Regions from separate parts of the Rattus norvegicus genome. Here region 2 is linked to region 1. The links are chromatin contacts, called in public Hi-C maps. All regions are on one chromosome and are shown on one strand. Each heading gives the region's core, a stretch centred on a gene start, on an enhancer-like site or on the middle of the called end of the contact. The rest is flanking DNA. Distances are from core to core; before and after follow the strand shown. Region 1 holds the start of Clpb (ClpB family mitochondrial disaggregase). Region 2 holds the start of Anapc15 (anaphase promoting complex subunit 15).

Evidence for each region. Hi-C and Micro-C count contacts between places; a contact is called where the count stands out from the background.
Region 2: a Hi-C map of Schwann cells shows a contact between it and region 1, with 4 times the contacts expected there. The contact joins the promoter of Anapc15 here to the promoter of Clpb in region 1. A contact is called at or near these places in 9 of 12 Hi-C or Micro-C datasets (the A7r5 cell line, the Rat2 cell line, Schwann cells and 6 more) and 1 of 1 datasets of contacts at active chromatin or transcription factors (oligodendrocytes).

What each region holds. Positions count from the first base shown.
Region 1 is chr1:165,438,435-165,444,521 of GRCr8, reverse strand. It overlaps Clpb (ClpB family mitochondrial disaggregase), which reads right to left and starts at 3,554. Exons shown (of 16, transcript NM_022947.2): 1 at 3,107-3,554; 2 at 56-107. The coding sequence starts at 3,509.
Region 2 is chr1:165,670,999-165,677,390 of GRCr8, reverse strand. Anapc15 (anaphase promoting complex subunit 15) reads right to left here and starts at 2,931. Exons shown (of 6, transcript NM_001170435.1): 1 at 2,916-2,931; 2 at 1,553-1,637; 3 at 1,300-1,429; 4 at 337-396; 5 at 1-40. The coding sequence starts at 1,575.

The DNA of each region.
Region 1 (6,087 bases), core at 2,305-4,804:
TCTGGGGCAGGATGGCCAGACTGCTCAGTCCTTCTGTATAGGCCCAGACACTTACCTTCTGACTTCCTGCACATTATTGGCTCGGGCAGCTTCCATCAGAGCTGCATCTGAAAAGAGAGGGGTACTGGTCAGACTCCAGCCCAGGACCTACCCCTCAAAGCCAAGAAGAGGCCTAGGAAATCAGCTGAAGTTCCTCCAGAGAGCAGAAGGCTGACAGGAGAAGGCTAACCAAATCCCCTCCCCAGCTGCAATCCACCCAAGCCCTGCTCTGGGAATGCAGGTAGATGTCATGCCCCGACTCTTCCCAAGCAGTAAGGCTTGGGTATGTGGGTCTCCCTAAGAATGGAAGAACCTCAATCAGATGCCATGGACACTTGGGATCCAAGCCACTCTATTACTCAGTGTGGCCGCTGCAGCCCTTCCTTCTTAACCAACTTCCTTGATATTTGGCAGACAGTAATCCTTGCCAACCTCACAGGATGCTGAGGAGATAAAATACCAGCTGAAAAGTCTCCAAAATCCTTACTGCAAGCACAGTGACGGGAGACCCAAATTGTTTCACTGGATCCCTGAGGACTCAGGCCTAGCTGAAGCCTGGACTGGTTGTTGGCACCACCCTGTGGTCACTTGGAAAAACAAGTTAACAGCAGATCCCAACTGGTGCTCTGTGCCCAGCCTGATACTGAGCTGTACCCACTAGGCTGACTTCTACTCGGCCTGCATCCAGTAGCCATGAGACCCCTAGGTAAACACGAGAGGTGTCACTAGCATCAGTGGCAAGCTGAGCCCCGATCTGGTCCTGGCACGAAGACTTACTTGCCTTGCGACCTGGCCAACTCATCTAAGCTCCTGAGCCTCGGCTTATGTGAAAACGGCTAAGACGCCAGGCCTCATCACGTGCCTAAGTCGGGTTTGCTCAGGCTGCAGTGCCTCCACTCGCCAACTAGCCTCTGACTAGGAGCCGTCTGTCCTACTTAGCTTATGGTACTTGTTTTGGTTTTTCTGAGATAAGATCTCATTTTGTATCCTTGGCTATCCTAGAACTCAAGGGATTCCCCTGCCTCAGCCTCCAGGGATTAAAGATCACACCCAGCTCTTATGAATTGTTCTCCTTCATGTATTTAATTGGGCCCAGATAATCTCCAGCTGAAAAAGGAGAATCATTCCTTATAGATACCTCTCTTGACTCTCTTTACTCGTCTTCTTTCTCTGAAGGCACAGAGGAGGGAGAAATGAGCTGAGATTTAACTGAGGCATTCTGGGCTCACAAACTTTCCATGGTTTTCCATTACCATGGTTTCCCCCTGGTTCCTGAAAAGACCCATTTCTCAGAACATTGCACTGAAGGACTCTGCTCAAAACTTGTTTAGAACCAGCCATAGTTTTCAGTCATCCCCTCTTCTGTTAAGTAGACATCGCTGAAATTTACATGTCGTAAAGTCCAGTCTAGGGCTCCCAGTAACCTCTCAGGCCAGACTTCACACATTCATCTGTTGTTCCTCCAAACACACTGTCTGCTAGAGAGTCTGTTCTCATGACCCTTCCATGGGTCTTCACTGCCTACAAAATTCCAAAGGCTCCTGCCTGACACGCAGGGCCCATTTCATCTTCTCTCACCTTATTCCAAAGCCCTGTCTTCACCCTCACTGGCCAAACTGTTAGCTCCTGCACATCAGACTAGCTGAATTCTGGGTATGAAATCCACCCGAGGCACATCTGTAAATATCTCCCTTCTGAGATCCACACACTGGTGGACAGACTCTTGGTATTAGGGAACTACTAATAAAAGTAATGGATGCCCTGCCCTCGTGGGTTACACAAGGCCCCGCCCCCTTGTTTCCTAAGCTATGCTTCAGAAATTAAGCTCAAGCTCCCCATCTTGAGAGGACTTCCAGTCCTCCAGGAAGGTTGTCCCTGCCTCCACTAGCTCTCTGATCCTCTGTAATACTCACTAGTCCCGCACGACCAGCTGCCTGCACCTCCCCTTAACAGGCTAGCTTTTAAGTTGGAACTTTCTGAACACCTAGCTCCAAGCTAAACACACATAGTGCTGCCTTCACATACACACAAGTAGAAATCATACAATTCATGCAGCCTTAAGCTACAAAGGTCCTACTTCAATGCCCTCATTAATAGAAAGAAAACAGAGGGTAGCAAAGAAGAGTAAGAGCCCAGATTCACAAGGACAGTACAAAACAAGTTCCTTGGGGTCCTTGTTCCTCATCCAAAAGCCCTTTCTTTCCAACTGGCCACATCTTATTAAACTAACAAGTCAAAGTCAAGGCGGTCTCCAATCTTGTTCAACAATCCCAGAGTCTGGGGTGCATGGAACGCACCAGCACTGATAACTGAGAACTTGAGCTACCCCTCCAGCTCCCACTCAGCTGTAACAGATGAGGTAAGATGCCAAGCTGAGTTAACTACCTCCTCCTTCTACACCCCCAACACCCCCCCGTGTCCCCCCCACACACACACTATAAGTCTACAGAGAGCCACTTTCAGCCAACTTCCTGTCCCCTAAGGCTTCACCCACCACACTATCCAGCTCACCTTAACCCTAACTCTAAGCATAGCAAATCTCTATCTAAGCAACTGAACAGACTCTGAACTCCAGAAAAGGAAGACTGAGAACTTGCCTTCATAAGACAGTGGGGAAACTAAGACTAGAGAGAAGCATGGGGGTCAAGCTAGCATCAGAACCAAGTGTCCTCCTTCCTTGGACCTATGTATGCAGGAAAACATGTAGAGGCTGTCCCTAAAGCTGTTGGGACTTCCTGGAGACCTCTTGAAAGACTAATGGACTAAATATAATACTGGTACATAAAAGGACCAGGCTGCAATTAGTCAGTCCAATGTTCCCAATTATACAGGTATACAAACCGATCCCAAAGAGGGTGCTAGACCTATAATGGGAAATTATGTAACTTCAAGCACTGAGATTTCCAGGGCAACATGCTGCTCCTGGCAGCAGACGGTAACTGGGTTTCTCCAAGGTTAAGGTTATACGGGTCTAAATTTATAAATACCTTCAACATTCCAAAAGGGTCATGACCTACCCACACACCCACACACCTCTCCCTTGAACCCAGTATGGCCCCATAATCACCCTTGTTAGATGGATTCTTGTTGTAGCACTGAACCACCAGCGCCATGGCCAAGGCCCACATGCCCAATCCCGCCTTGTTGGGGACCCCATTCCAGCTGTCTTGTCCTGGGAGTGTTTCTTCCGGGCTAGGACCGCGTCCAGACGAGGCGGCAGTCAGGTATGGGATCTCGGTGCGTTCTCCACGGCGCCCCCCGGTGGCTGCCCCCCGTCCGGGGAACAAGACAGAAGATGCTCCAGGGCGCACCCAGGCGGCAGTTCTCAGCCGCTGCGGCTCCCCGCGGTCTCCGGTGATTACGCTACGGTTGTAAGCACCTCCCCGGCTTTGAAGAGATGGAGATTTGATTAACCCTAGGAAGAGCCGAGGCGCTGGCGCGGTTCTCCTCAACACCGCGGACAACATCATGACACCTGCTTCTAAAACCTGCTGGTGCCGGCCCCCGTGCTAGCCACGATCAACATGGCTGCCGCGGCGCGTTCGAAGACGCCGCTTACGGGGTGGGACTGCGCACTACCTCACGGGAGTGGTAGTCCACGGCCCCAGATCTTTCTCTAGCTGGACAATGAACAAACTACATTTCCCTGAGGGCTGTGGGATGACATCACAATGACCGCTGACAGCGGAGTTGGAAGAATGTTGGGAAATGCAGTTCTGGCAGAGGGGCGTGGCAAAAAGGAAAACTCTAGCGGGGAGTGGCAATAAAGATTCAAGATTCCAGAGCCCAGAGTTTGTATTAAAACAGAACTTTAATCCCTGCCTTTGGAAGGTGGGAACCTGAGAGAACAGGAATTCAAGGTCTAGGTCAAAATCACTTTCTTGGTCTAGGTCAGCCCCAGCTGTATAAAATATCAAATATCAAAATAGCGAAAACCAAAATACAGGAATCCTAGAACAATTTCCCTAGTGTTTAAGTAAAATTGTATTTTCGATGAAGACCTGTTAAGTAACTTGTACCCCTCCCTACTTTTATTTAGAGTTGCTTTTCAAAAAGATGCCTAGGGCTGGGGATGGTGGTGATCACCCTTAATCCCAGCATGCCAGGCAGAGGCAAGCATATCTCTGTGAATTTGGTAAAGTCTGGTTTACATAGTTTCAAGACAGCCAGGGCTGTGAGCCAGAGAGACCCTGTCTCAAAAGACTTTAAGACTATGCATGTGTATACATATAAATACATGTATGTAATGTATATGTATGTGTATATGTATATATGTATGTATATATATATATATTTTTTGGTTCTTTTTTTTTTTCGGAGCTGGGGACCGAACCCAGGGTCTTGCGCTTTCTAGGCAAGCACTCTACCACTGAGCTAAATCCCCAACCTCCCTTTAGAATATTCTTAACCCCACACCTCTGCCATTGCTAATGGTTTCTGGGTCTCTCCTGACTCTTCCCATTTATGCTTTCATTTTTCATATGGACTTAGAGTAAATGTACCTGTGTCGTGGAGGAGGGGAGAGCCCTCAGCTCTGGAGATTTCACTGCCTTTCACTGTTGTCTGACTCCTGTCCCTAAGAAACATTGACTTCTCCAACTTAGTTTTATGTTCTGTTCTCTGACAAATGAATTCTTATGGTGTTTTCTTGGTTCCCTGCCTCGGGCTCACCAGAGCTGTGATCTGCAGCGGAGACAGCTTGTTTCTTTCTTTCTGGTTAGTGTGTGTGTAGCCACCCTGGTGGGCCTGCCACCAGATCTTACGTGGAATGTGTGGTCACCTAGTTCCATTCCTGTGTTTTGAATGCCAAACTGTGGCGACTGTAGTACTTGGCTCTTTCTGTTGGTCCGTACAGGTGAGGGGGATCCTCCTTCTATGTGTGGGGATTGTGGTGGGATTTTGAAGTGTGCCCATGTGAATTGTGGTGGGATTTTGAAGTGTGCCCATGTGGAGCCTGGGGTTCAGGGAGCAGTTACACTTTTCCTACTGAATGAATCTGCAGAGGTTTCTTGTTATTTACTGGATTTGTCTAAGTCATGGATACCAATCTTTTCACTTAGGGTTCCGAATGCTCGAGCCTGAACAACAGCAGTCACTCTCCTCCGGTCTCTGTGTGCTCAGGAAGAGAAGAGCCATCGTCTCTGTCCTCAGAGCTGTAATTGCTGTGGGGCTCCAGGACTATTGCAGGTGACCCTGCACCCATGCCTGGCCTCCTAAATCTGCCATTGGCTGGTTGGAGGACTCAGCACCTCCTGACAACAGGGGCTTGGCTTAGTAGCAGCTGCCCTACCCTTCAGTGCATCACCTGCACCTCTGAGGCTCTGTCACGTGAAGAGTGAATACACTTAACTATTCTCGACTCATATAAGTCCTTAATTTTTTTTAAAAACAAACTTCATAATTCAAAAGTTATGCACAATAAAAGAAGCCTATTTTAGGTGTACCATTTCAGGAGCCCATTCAGGTGTGGTTATGTTTAGACAAGCCAAGGTCATTTGATGACACCCAGTAAGTATTTGCATGACCCTGGAAGAAATCTATCCCCCTTCCCAAGTGTTCTCCTACATGCCAGCTAACCAGGACTTCTGATGCTCTAGGTGAGCCCAGCCTGCTCAGAGAGCTGAATCTTAGAAGAGGCATACACTGTGCATTCATCAGCCTGGATTCTGTCACCTGATAGAGCAGGGTTCCCAGGTCCAGCAGATGTCACAGGTGGCAGGAACCTGCTCCTTTTGCTGCCAAGTGGCAGTTGTCCCTTGAGTCCTGCTTTGTCTTACGTGAACTCTTTAGAACAGGACTTGGTTTGGAACAATAACTTCATTCTCCTGGAAAAGGTATATGAGAAAAAAAACCCTGAAGAAGCATGTTGAGTTTCTTTTTAACATTTGAAGAAGCCATTGGTGCTGGGTATGGTGGTCCACACCTTTAATCTCAGCACTCAGGAGGTGGTAGCAGCAGATTTTTGTGAGTTCAAAGTCAGCCTGTCTCAATGAAGAAGAAGAAGAAGAGGAGGAGGAGGAGGAGAAGGAGGAAAAGGAAGAAGAGGAG
Region 2 (6,392 bases), core at 1,682-4,181, 230 kb before region 1:
CGTCATCTTCATCATCCTCTTCTTCCTCGTCATCATAGTGCTGGGAGAGGAAAAAAGACTCTGTAGGTCTCAGGGCTACCTGGGCCAGGTCAAGAGCTGGCCTACATGGAGCCTCCTCCTTCCCAACCCTTGCCCGCCTTGAGTGTGGCAAGCTGCTGCATGACCTGAAGGACCTTAGTACTAACTAGGCACAATGCCTAGCCCTCGAGTTCTCACTTTCACTGTCTGCCCAGACTGAAAACCACAATTGTTCTGAGCCAAAAGCAAGGCCGTTAAAGTAAGGCCTTGTCCACTGGTCTTCACACAGCCCACCCACGGGACCACAGGACCACTCACCTCGGAGGCAGGCTTGCCGATGGGTACCAGGTTGTTGTCTTTCTCTGCGATGCTTTGGAGCTGTAGGCAAAGGAGTGTGGGGAAAAGTAGGGCCACGGCATAGGCAGAGCAGGTTAGGAGCACTGGACTGGCTCATTCTGCCCCTTACCAGACTCCCAATGTTGAAACAAAGCTTCTCCCCCGACCCCAGTTCTCAGGAGGATTCAATCTCCCTTTCTCTTGTCATCTGCTCCTTATAAAATAGATGGGCATATGTAAAGTCTTTTGGCCTCAGTGTTTTCATATAATTCTGGTGAGGGTGAAATGAGACACTCAGCCTAGAATATGGCATTGTGTGGGTCCTCATTAAGAGTTTAAATGATGGGCTGTAGAGATGGCTCAGTGGTTAAGAGCACTGACTGTGGAGTGGGTGGGGTGGGGACATCTTTGTGGAGAAGGAGGATGATTGCGGGGGAGGAGGAGGTATGAGATGTAGAACCCTGGGGGAAGGGACCAGGAGGGAAATAAAATCTGGAGTGTATAAATAAATAAATAAGCACTGACTGCTCTTCCAGAGGTCCTGAGTTGAAATCCCAGCAACCACATGGTGGCTCACAACCATCTGTAATGAGATCTGATGCCCTCTTCTGGTGTGTCTGAAGACAGCTACAGTGTACTTATATATAATTAATAAATAAATAAATAAATAAATAAATAAATCTTTAAAAAAAAAAAAGAGTTTAAATGATTAAGTCCTGTGATGTACAGAAAAGCCTTTAGGCTGCCAGGAGCTTGCCATCTATCTAATCTAGCCCCAAAGTCCTAGGGTCCCTCAGCAAGTTAAGGTACCACAAAGTAAGACCTTTATCCCCAAGAACCCAGCTTGAGTATTCCCAACACAGTGACAAATGTTTTCCTAAGCAGTGTACGGCAAGGTCATATCCTAGGTGGTGCACCTCCATGCTTCGCTAGGTCCTCACTCACCCAGGCCTGATGCTGCTGCTCCTGCTGCTGCAGCTCTGTCTCCTCCACACAGGGTCGATCCAGATTAAACCACAGTGTCTCAGTCACACGAGGAAAGAGTGAAGGGAACAAGGTGGACATGGCTCCTAAGCTGAGGGAAAGGGTCACGTGAACACGTTTTGTTTTGAACCGATGCAGTTGTAATTTGATATAGGGATGGGGTGGAGCGGGAGGTAGCAGAGAAGCTGCCCTTCCCTCTTGAAATCAGACAGACCTGAGTTTGAGTCCTGGCTCCATCACTTACTAGCTGTTTGACTTTGGCCAATACACTTAACCTCTCTGGGCCTCAGTTTCCTCATCTGTAAGAATGGGGATAATTAAAATTATATCATCCTCAAAGTTATTATGACAAAAAATAATAAAATAATGAAAGCTGTATGCTGCTTGAGGAGAGAAGAGACTGGGAGCCAGAGACGGAATGTGACATTGTGATCATGTACAAAATTAGCGATAGTAGAGACCTAGTAAAATTCATTTTAAACACACAAACACACACACACACACCATAAAACTTATTTTTTGCTCTTTCACATACAACCAGTGCAAAATGTTTCAGACACGAACCACCTCTCTCGCCAACCAAACTACAGTACACACAACCAAGGATAAAAGATATCCTAGGAGGGTTGAGTAAATAGAAAAACAAACTAGTGTAAGAATGAATAATGAACTAACATGTAAGAGAAAAAAAATCAACTCTGTGGGCTGAAGCTGCTGACCAGGAAGGTAACCGAGAAGCTCAACTAAAACCCATCTGCTCACAAACCCAGTGACATGTTAGAGCTTGACTTCGGCCACACACTCGGTGGGGATTTAAAACATATATAAGGAAGGGATCCTGGCCCAGTAAAGTAGGAAGGGCACAGGAAAAAATAAATTAGGTGTCTACCTTGGTGTTTCCCCCTATTTTTAGTAAATGAGATAGGGTTTCACTATTTAGCCCTGACTGGCATGGAAGTCACAACATAGACCAGTCTAGTCCCAAACTCACAGAGATCAGCATGCCTCAGCTCCCGAATGCTGGGATTAAGGGCGTACACCAGCTACCACACCAGGCCCTACTCTAGCTTTGGTTCTAACTTAATTTGACCCACGCAGAACTAAACGCTGTTATTCCCTAAACCAAAGCCTCCCAGGTCCGTGTGACAGGAAAAAAAGCGTCCACCCCCATCCCAAAAGTACTGACAGATTTTGTATCCTAAAATCCTACCCACCACCGCCCATTCTTTGCTCATTATGATAATGACTGCAAGATTGACCAACAAGAAGGAGGCAGGGGCGGGTCTTCATCAGGATTTAGACCTTATAGGGATGCTAATCGCAAAATGCGCGCGGCCTGGCTGAAGCCAATTAACTGAAAGAAATGCTGGGTGACAGGAAGTGAAACCAATGCATGACGGAACATGTGTGATGGGTGGGGCTTAGACTCTAGGAAGCGGCCAATGAGTAGGATGTCGTTAAGAGTAAAAAAGGGGAAAATGAGCTGCTAGGGAGGCGAGTCAAAGGAACTAGGTTTCTCTGAAAGCCGGAAGAAAGAACAAGCAAGGAGACGACAGTAGTCTTGTTTCCGCACTTACCGCGCCAAGAGCCGGCAGCCGGCGGCGACCCGGAAGCGCTTCCCCAGACCTGAGCGGAAGAACCCACCAGAATCCGGGACTCACTAACGCATGCGTCTTCCGTCTCCTTTTGTTTCCCGCTTCAACTACCACACCGGAAGTGATGTTGACGTACCTTAGTTACGTACAGGTTGGGGGAGGACATTTATTTGCTCCGTCTACCTATCGGCCCCGCCTTGAGTTTCAAGGGCCTGGTTTCTGCAGGCTAGCCCCTCTCCAGCGTCCGTTTAGTCCCGCCCGCTTGTCACTAGGCGGTGTCTGAGTGTTAAATCTCTTCGAAATATAATGGTTTCCAGAAGTGTTCGCTTGTGAGGATCCTGTGTGTGCTGCGTTCCAGGAACATCTGTTCCCTTCTGTTCCTCTCAGACTCAGTTTCCTGTATGAATACATTCTTTTCTTTTTGAGAGGCTACCTTGAACACGCTAGACAGGCCTCTGACACGGAGCTACATCATATCCACAATATTTGCTTTTCTTTGTTGAGACAGGGTCTCACTGCGTATTCCTGACCGGCCTGAAACTCACTAGACCAGGTTGGCCTCGAAGTCAGAGATCTTCGGGCCTTGCCTCGTGCCGGTATAAAAACTGTATAACACCATGCTGGCCTCTTTTTATCTATTTAAAATTTTATTTTATGTGTATGAGTGTTTGGAAAGCGCGCGCGTGGGCTGGAGAGATGGCTCAGTGGTTAAGAGCACCGACTGCTCTTCCAGAGGTCCTGAGTTCAATTCCCAGCAACCACATGGTGGCTCACAACCATCCGTAATGGGATCTGATATCCCCTTCTGGTGTGTCTGAAGACAGCTACAGTGTACTCATATACAAAATAAATAAATAAATCTTAAAAAAAAAAAAAAAAAAAAAAAAAAGAAAGCGCGCGCGCGTGTGTGTGTGTGTGTGTGTGTGTGTATTTGCACCAGTTCGTGCCTGGTGCCTATAGAGGCAAGAAGCGGATCCCTGGAATCCAAGTGGAGTTAAAGATGGTTGTGAGCCAATCTATCAGTGCTGGGAATTGAACCTGGGTTCTTTGGAAGGGCAGCCAGTGCTTCATCTATCCACTACTTTGTTTTTTGTTTTGTTGTTGTTGTTGTTTGTTTGTTTTCTTTTTTGTTCGTTTGTTGAGACAGTGTTTCTCTGTGTAGCCTTGACTGTCCTGGAACTCACTCTGTAGACCAGGCTGGCCTGGCGCTGCCTCCTGAATGCCTGGATTAAAGGTGTGTGACACCACACCTGGCTTTTCTCATTTTTTATGTATGCGTTGGACAAAAAGTATTTGTGTGAAGTCTGTTTCAGGTTCTGATATAAGCTGGGTATAAATCTGTGAACATGTTAATTGCCCTCAGAATACATATAACAGCCTTGAGGAATCAGTCAGCAATTGGCCCCCACATTCTATTTCTGGGAAATTCAACTGCCCTCCTGAGGTGTATCCAGCCTGTCAGGACTAGCTGTCATACAAGTTTCATTCTTGTCTCAACTAGATGTATAAACTTTGGCAAGTCTGCTTGGGTTTGGTTTTGGTTTTGATTGTTGCTTTCCTCTTTTCACTGGTAATCTTCCTCAATGGTTCTTCTATCTTATTCTTTTTTTTTTTTTTTTTTTTTCCGGAGCTGGGGACCGAACCCAGGGCCTTGCGCTTCCTAGGTAAGCGCTCTACCACTGAGCTAAATCCCCAGCCCCTCCTTCTATCTTATTCTTATTTGAAATCAGAAGTCCCTGCTAAGGCCAATCTGACTACCCAGGTTCTCCAGGAATTCTCTGTCTTTACTGGCTGGTTGCCTTAACCATCCAGTATTCATGTGGGTTCTGAGGATCCAAACTGCAGTCCTAGCTTCTTTTAGAATAAGCACTTTAACCCATAAGGCATCGCCCCAGGCCTGTAAATTCTTTGTCTACACTGTTTCTTCTTTAACTAGCATGGTAATCTGCCTAGTTTTCCTCCTGTCCTTGGCTATGGTGAAGAGTGGATGAGACAGAGCTGTTCCAGGGGTTCAGTATGTGGTTCCTATCAAGTCTTAATTTTATGCCCCAAGAGTTCAGCTTCAGCTTAAAATGTTTTTTTTTTTCTTTTTTCTTTTTTTCGGAGCTGGGGACCGAACCCAGGGCCTTGCGCTTGCTAGGCAAGCGCTCTACCACTGAGCTAAATCCCCAACCCCCAGCTTAAAACGTTTTAAACTTTGGCAAGCTCTGCTTATTAAAATCCTAACACTCAGGAACCCGAGACAAGAGAATGTGAAGTTCAAGATTGGACTAGGCTGTATAGCAAATTCAATGCCAGCCTGAAATGTATAATACCCTGTCTTTCACAAAACCAAGTATAAATTTTAAAAATAAAAATAGGGCCAGTGAGATAGTTCAGTGGGTAAAGGCACTTGCTGACAAGCCTAACCCAAGTTCAATCCCTAGGACCCACATGGTCTGAGAGAGCTGCCCCTCACAAGTTGTCTTCTGACCTGCACAGACACACTGTAGCAGTTGTTTGCTGCCTTCCACACCAAGTAAATGTGAATCAGAAAAAAAAGTTAACTAGATGTAGTGAGAATATTGGTTTTTTAAAAAAAAACAGAAATATGATAAGAACATGTTTTTGTGGGGTTTTCAAGTATGGAAGGGTGGAAAGTGAAGTCCCCCTGCAGAGGCAGGCAGATTTCTGTTAGTTTGAAGCCAGGTAGGTTTACATAATGAGTTCCGGGACTGCTACATAGGGAAACCCTGTTTCAAAATATACATACATACAAGCATACATACATAACATACATACATAACATACAAACATACATACATACATACATACATACATACATACATACATAACATACAAACAAAAGACTGTCTCCAAAGGGAACAGAAAAACAGATTTTCACCAAAGTGTAAAATTTACCACTTGGAAATGTCCATTCTTTTTGTTCATCCCTCTAACAAATATTTATTGAGGGCTGGGCATGGGAACACGTGACTTTAAATCCAGCATTTGGAAGGCAGAGGTAGGAGAATGTCTATGAATTACAGGCCACATAAAGAGACCCTGTCCCAAAATAATAATAAAAAAGAACACACAAAACCAAATATATGTGCATCACTATTCAACAAATAGACCGTCCCTCCCTTCATTGTGGCTTCCATTCTAGTGAGAGAAACAATAAAGGAAACAAGTAATATGGATACCACTTTTAAGATTGCAGTAAATACTGAGAATAAAACACTGGGGGTAGGAGGATGCGATTTAGTTCAGTGATACCGCTCTTGCTAGGTTGGTCCTCTGCTCCAGAAAAAACAAAATTTATTGGGGTGGTATTTTAGGTGTGTGTGTGTGTGGGGGGATTGATGACAAGCAGATCAATGGGATGGCAACTTTTTGAGTAGTTGAGGAGTGGGGAGAGAAGAAGGGAGGGAGAAAAAGAGAGGGGTAGATAGATAGAGGATAGATAGTCGATAGATA